Linked DNA regions of Mus musculus: region 1 is linked to region 2. The links are chromatin contacts, called in public HiChIP or PLAC-seq maps. All regions are on one chromosome and are shown on one strand. Each heading gives the region's core, a stretch centred on a gene start, on an enhancer-like site or on the middle of the called end of the contact. The rest is flanking DNA. Distances are from core to core; before and after follow the strand shown. Region 1 has its middle 54 kb from the start of Cpsf2. Region 2 overlaps Lgmn (legumain).

Region 1 (3,034 bases), core at 406-2,905, 390 kb after region 2:
TTTTGGAATCTGATGCTACTTGGCTTTGAGTAGCTCACCCTTTTCTGCCCAGCACTTCACGTGTTGTTATTCCAGGTGGCATTTGGAGTGTGTGGGGTCATGTCATTTCTATCTTAGTCCCTTCTGAAGGGCATAAGGGGTGCATGCACTCAACAGGGACTATACGGTGGGGTGCAGTGGAGGTACTTTGGAGCACGAGGGCTGTGAGCCTGATAATACGTCTTTACATCATTGTTCTATCTACAGCTGTGTGACCTGGGTGAATGACCTCATTTCCCCAAGCCTCCGTTTCCCCATCTAGAAACTGAGGAGCTAGAGCTAAACTAGAAACTGCTCAGCGTTCTTAAGAGGCCTAACGTTTGTGATAATCTTGGAGCAGCACTTGGTACACAGCAAGTTGCTAGCCTGGAGTCTATAGAATGAACCCAGATGGGAGGAAGGATCTGGGAGCCAAGTGGAAACCTGAAGTAGCCACCCACCCACATACTGGCCTGTGCTAGTGTGCATATACACGTGCACGTGCAGGAGTCGGGCAGAAGCCCACACCAACGTTTCTGTTCCCAAATATCCTTTGATGATGGAGATGAGCAGCCTGGTCCATGTGTCATTTCAAGGAAGACACACTGATATTCTCCCTCAGGGGCTGCAGCAAAGCCACTCCACCACAATCACACCCCCAGAAAGGCAGAAGGGCTCTGAGAGAGGCAGGAGTTCATTAATAATTCACCACACAGAGGGCTTCATCTTTTCCCCAGTGGAGCTTCATGGTGGAATGCCAGAATTCAAGTCCCTGGAGCTGTGTAGCCTGGGACAGTGACAGCCTCACTGAATCTCAGCTCCCAGCCCGCCATCCAGCTTGTGCTTGTGAAGTGATGTGGGTCTCTATCTCCCAGAGGTCATTAAGCCACTGGCTTACCTCCTGTGCCTTCTAGCCTTGGAAGTAGGCTAAAGCCGGCCTGGGAGATTATTTGCAGGGAATTAGCATGGGAGAGAGCAGGATTAGAGCAACCTTCCAGCTAGGGCTCAGCAGCTCCACCTGTGAGGAGTAGGTGCCACCTTCAGTTGAAGAATGATGCTGGCTGCTCTCCGTGTTTAGGGTGAGGGGTTTCTGGCAAAAGAATGGGTGACATTAAAGCAGCCACTCTGGAAGGTCCGAACTCAGCAAGGATGATAGCTTCCTTACCTCTACTCTTCCCCCACTGATATCCTCTAAGCTCCTCCCCCAAGATCACATGCAATTAGGGTAGAATTGCCCATGACAGGTTGGAAGGGGTGGCTAGATACTCAAGTGAGGGTTCTGGACCTTTCCCATCTACTTCTTCTATAAGGGAAGGTAAATAGCCAACAGGTTCAGCTGTGATGATGTTATGGAAGCTACCCAGCAGAACCGAAGATAGCAGCAGTTTGGTTCAGAGGTTCGTCCCGTACACCACCTTGGCTACTTTAAAGCAGTCACTGTTTGCCCGAGGCCTCCCCTCATTGTCCACAGAAATAAGGTCTGAGATTTGCACTCCTCCTTAGAGCCAACTCTTCTGATAGCTTTTTATTGAGTGTCGACTGAAGAGCGACAGTATTATTCAAGGCTTCAGAGGGCCAGGTGTGCCCTTTAATGCTCTCTGGCCACTGGAAACGTGAGGTTAGCAGTTCCTTCTGTTGCAATATCAGTATAAGAGTGAGCACATGTCCCCACAGCGGGATAAGGGCCCTGGCTGTTCACGGTGTTCTTCTTTATCCTGGTGAGGGAGGAGGAGTGAGTGGGGAACAGGCACAAACGAGCTGAAGCACGGGAGGCCACAAGGAGCCTTGAGCAGCTATTGCCTGCCTTTCTCTGTCTTCATAGGTCACCAGTGTTCTAGCTCCTAAGATTCAATGCTGAAGAATTTAAGAATTGAACATTGAAAACTTCAAAGTCAATCTAAGTCCTGTCAGTGCCCAGGAATGCATTGTTTTCCTATGTTTACAAAACCTTTAGGAATCTAAACCAAACTTGCTCTGCTCTTCACAGAGCCTTCTCTCTCTCTCTCTCTCTCTCTCTCTCTCTCTCTCTCATATGTATGTTTGCTGTCTGCATGTATGTGCCAGGGTACACATCTACACCCCCACCCCACCCCATATAGAAGACAATGTTAATGCCTGTTCTATCTCTCCACACCTTACTCCTCTGAGACAGGATCTCTCACTGAGCCTGGAGCTAGGCTGGCAGCCAAGTCCCTGGGGTTACAGGTGGGTATGACCATGTCTGGCCTCTTATGTGGGGACTGAGGATTTGAACTTAGGTCCTTATGTACAGCATTTTAGCATCCTTATGTTTGTACAGCATTTTTTTCACCACACATCTTTTTATTATCCAAAAAACAATTTTTAAATGTAAACATGTTTTTCAAAATAATATTTTTATTGATGCTTTGAGGAGTTCACATCATGCAACCTGATCACACTTATTTCCCAGTCCTTTCATGTCTGCTGTCTGCTCCCATCTTGGTGACCCCCCCCCAAAAAAAATAAATAAAAATTAAACAAAAACAAAGCAAGTCCATTTTGTGTTATCTATATAGTAATTGGAGCACCATCAAACTCTCAGAAGCCCCCCCCTTTAGATAGAACTGACTGATTCCTTTCTTGCACCCTAGCCAGAGGCCATCAGTTGTGGAGAGCTAACTTCAGCATCCTTATTACACTTCTTTTTTTTTTTTTCAGTTTTTTTTTAATTAGGTATTTTCCTCATTTACATTTTCAATGCTATCCCAAAGGTCCCCCATACCCACCCCCCCAATCCCCTACCCACCCACTCCCCCTTTTTGGCCCTGGCGTTCCCCTGTACTGGGGCATATAAAGTTTGCAAGTCCAATGGGCCTCTCTTTGCAGTGATGGCCTACTAGGCCATCTTTTGATACATATGCAGCTAAAGACAAGAGCTCCCTGGTACTGGTTAGTTCATATTGTTGTTCCACCTATAGGATTGCAGTTCCCTTTAGCTCCTTGGGTAATTTCTCTAGCTCCTCCATTAGGGGCCGTGTGACCCATCCAATAGCTG
Region 2 (3,258 bases), core at 423-2,922:
TTAGAGCATTGAGAGCCTTTACTCCTTACCACTGGGCAGTGTGGAGCTGGACCTGTTCTTACCTCTCTTTATCTACCAGCACTTGGATGGAGGTCTGGGGAGGCCAGCAGTTTGCCCAGTGTGGTGGAGCTGTAAGCAGCACAAGGAGGGGGTGGGGTAGGATCCAGACCCAGCCAGCTGGCTTGAGAGCCACCTAATCCAGTAAGAGCAGCGTGAGTCATGGAAACGTTTCTAGCAGCCACATTTGAAAAAGCTTAAAATATGTAGGAGGGGCCACGGAGAGAGAGTCTGTTCAGTTAAATGCCCGCTGCGCACGAGGACCTGAGGTCAACTCCTAGGAAAACACCAAGGAACAATGCTGTCTGCTGGAATCCCAGTTCTGTATATGGAGGTGGAAATAGCTGGCTCCCTGGACTCCCTGGCCAGCCAGCCTAGTCTACCTGATAAGCTCCAGGCCAGTAAGAGACCATCTCGAAGGTGGAGTATTGGGGGCCAGGCTGGAGAAGGAGGGAGGCCAGTGGTTAACAGCACTTGCTATTCTTTTGGAGGACCTGGGTTTGGGTCTCAGCTTCCATATCAAGCAGCTCATAGCCTCCTCTAACTCCAGCTCCAGGGGACCTGATGCCCACTCGGGACTTGGGAAACTGCATGCACACATGCAGACATACATATACACAAACAAGAATAAAGTGGCTAGCACCTGTCTTAGCCACTGTTCTGTTGCTGTGAAGAGACACGATCAAAGCAACTCTTATAAAAGAAAGCATTTAATTGGGGACTTCTTATGTATATTTTCTGGGTATAATTTCAGAGGGTTAGTTCTTTATTGTGTCAGGCAGCGTGGTCTGGATGCAGCAGGTAGAGAGTTGCTGGGCCTGGTGTGGGCTTTTGAAACCTGGAAGCCCACCCCTAGTGACACACATATTCCAAGTAGGCCATATCCCCTAATCTGTCCAATTAGGTCACCAACTGGGAACCAGGCTTGCAAATATACGAGACGGATGGGGGCCATTCTCATGTAAACCTCCACAGCACCCAAGGAGCAGACACCCCAGATTGTTCTTTTGCCTCCACATTCACACACACACACACACACACACACCTATACACAATATAAACACATACATGCACCTATACACAATATAAACACACACACATTTACAAACAATAATACACACCCTTATACACAAAATAAACACACACACCCTTATATACAATATAAACACACACTTACACACAACATAAACACATACACATCCCTATACACAATGTAAGCACACATACACACTTATCTACAGTATAAACACATACCTAATCACAAATGTATAAACACAGAAAAATATTTAGGAAATTAATTTTGACATCTTGTTTAAACCAGAAGTCCAAATGAATATCAATTCATCATGTAATTAATATCGAAATTACCACTGAGATAGCCTGTATCCTTTAACAAAAAGTTTCATTACATTTATTTATGTATGCATGAATGTGTGTATGTGTGTGGGTACAAGCCTATTACGACACGTGTGTTGAGGTCAGATGATAAACTTGGCAGGTGTTGATTCTCTCAATCTGCCATGTGGGTCTCAGGGGTCAATCTCAGGTTGTCAGACTTGGCAGCAAGTACCTTTATCAGTAGAGCCACCTTGCTGGCCCCTATATCCTTTTTAGTATGTACATGATCCCAGGGTGTGTCAGTTTAGATTATCCACGATGCATGTTGTTTGGCTGCTGAACAGCCAGTGACCAGCTGTTGGGAGGTTGGCACAAATGGAGCTGTGTCCCTGTGAGTGTCGGGGTGCTTGGCTTCCATATCATCAAGGGTTGGCTTTGGTGAAGTTCTGACTCATCTTGAGTGGCCTCTGTGTGCTGGTCCAGAAAGGAAATTTAGCCCGATTAAGAGCTGTTATCATAACTGATTGCTTTTCCTTTGAGTGAAAAGATAAGTTAAGCCCCGAGACCACAGGCAGCAAGTATGCTGGCTCATCAGCCACTTGGTTTTTATACAACCAACGTAGGAAAATACAGTGGCTAAACATTACCTGGAGGTTAAATCATTCACGGACTCTCCCTTGATCCTGTGCAGGTTTTAACTGGATGTATTTATAGGGGCATGAGGTTCTTTAGGACTGATAGATTTGGCAGGCCTCAAACCCAAGATATCCTCCCGCCTCTGCTGAGACTAAAGCTGTGCGAGCGCCACCAGGCCCGGCATCTCCTCAGTGTTTTAAATAGCAAGTGTGGAGAGTCCTAGGATGGCCAGTTAAACTCAGGCCATTTGACTCAAACCCATGTTTTCAGTTTTGAGGTCCTGTCTCCAGACAAGTACTGGTTGTTACGAAATGGTTATTACCACAGCTCCAGGTTTTTAGGGTCACGGGGCATGCAAATAACGAGGGAAGGACCACCAAAGTCAGAAATAAACTAAAAGCAACTTTATTCACTGTGAGGGGGTTGGTGGTGGCTGGCGCTTCTAATGGATAGGATCTTGGTCAGTCTAGGGAGATGACACAATGACCTTGAAAGGGTGCGAGCAGTCTCCTTTGAAGCATAAATCCATGGGCAGGGGATAATAAAGGAGTTTGTATGCTGAGGGTTAGTTCTGCAGCCCAGGATGTGGTGAATAGCAGGACGGTGGTACAGGCTCAATGCCAGGGGCCAGCCTCAGCTTGGTCTGGGTGTCTGAGAGTGGCAAAAACAAAAGACTCAAGTCAAATCCTGTGTCCAAGCTGGCGGCCTATGTTCTGCTCCAGATGGCTGCCTAGATAGCTCTCTGTAGACAGTTCTTGGCTTTGTAGTCTGCTCAAGACAGCTTTTCAGACCCCCCTCCCTCTGTGTGTGTGTCTCTCTCTCTCTCTCTCTGTGTGTGTGTGTGTGTGAGAGAGAGAGAGAGAGAGAGAGAGATCTGCTCTAGATAGCTTTTTCTTCTATTCTAAAAAACTCTGGTTGAGACAGCTAAGTTTCTGCTTGAGACAGCTTTCTCTCTGCTAGTAAAAATTCTAAAAGCTCTCTGGATAGCTGATAGGTCTTCTGATCAAGTCAAAAATCCTGTTAGAAAAATTCTAAAAGTAATTCTTTCTAATCAAAGTCAGAAAGCCAGAAAAAAAAATCATAAAGAGCTGGGGTTGCTCTTCAGAAAGCCTTCTTTGGATAGGTGCTAGACAGCATTCTACAAGAGCTGTGTCAGCTCTCTAGTAATTCTTGGGATTTCAGAAATCCTGTCAGAAAAAATTCTAAAAGAGCTGAGTTTGCTCTTCA

The links. HiChIP or PLAC-seq counts read pairs in DNA pulled down with a chosen protein or histone mark.
Region 1: a contact with region 2 is called in an H3K27ac HiChIP or PLAC-seq map of extraembryonic endoderm stem cells. The contact joins two enhancer-like sites. A contact is called at or near these places in 4 of 115 datasets of contacts at active chromatin or transcription factors (astrocytes, bone marrow-derived macrophages, extraembryonic endoderm stem cells and 1 more) and 1 of 9 other capture datasets (embryonic stem cells).

The regions. Positions count from the first base shown.
Region 1 is chr12:102,028,047-102,031,080 of GRCm38.p6, reverse strand. No RefSeq gene overlaps it. Among named protein-coding and RNA genes, the nearest start is that of Cpsf2, 54 kb to the right of the region's middle. Within about 2 kb of position 1,655, at least 6 of the 459 cell types and tissues checked have an H3K27ac peak or open chromatin away from gene starts, as enhancers often do. A contact at or near this core is called in extraembryonic endoderm stem cells, where this site is marked.
Region 2 is chr12:102,419,200-102,422,457 of GRCm38.p6, reverse strand. The region is part of intron 2 of Lgmn (legumain); the gene reads left to right. Among named protein-coding and RNA genes, the nearest start is that of Lgmn, 19 kb to the left of the region's middle. Within about 2 kb of position 1,672, at least 80 of the 459 cell types and tissues checked have an H3K27ac peak or open chromatin away from gene starts, as enhancers often do. A contact at or near this core is called in extraembryonic endoderm stem cells, where this site is marked.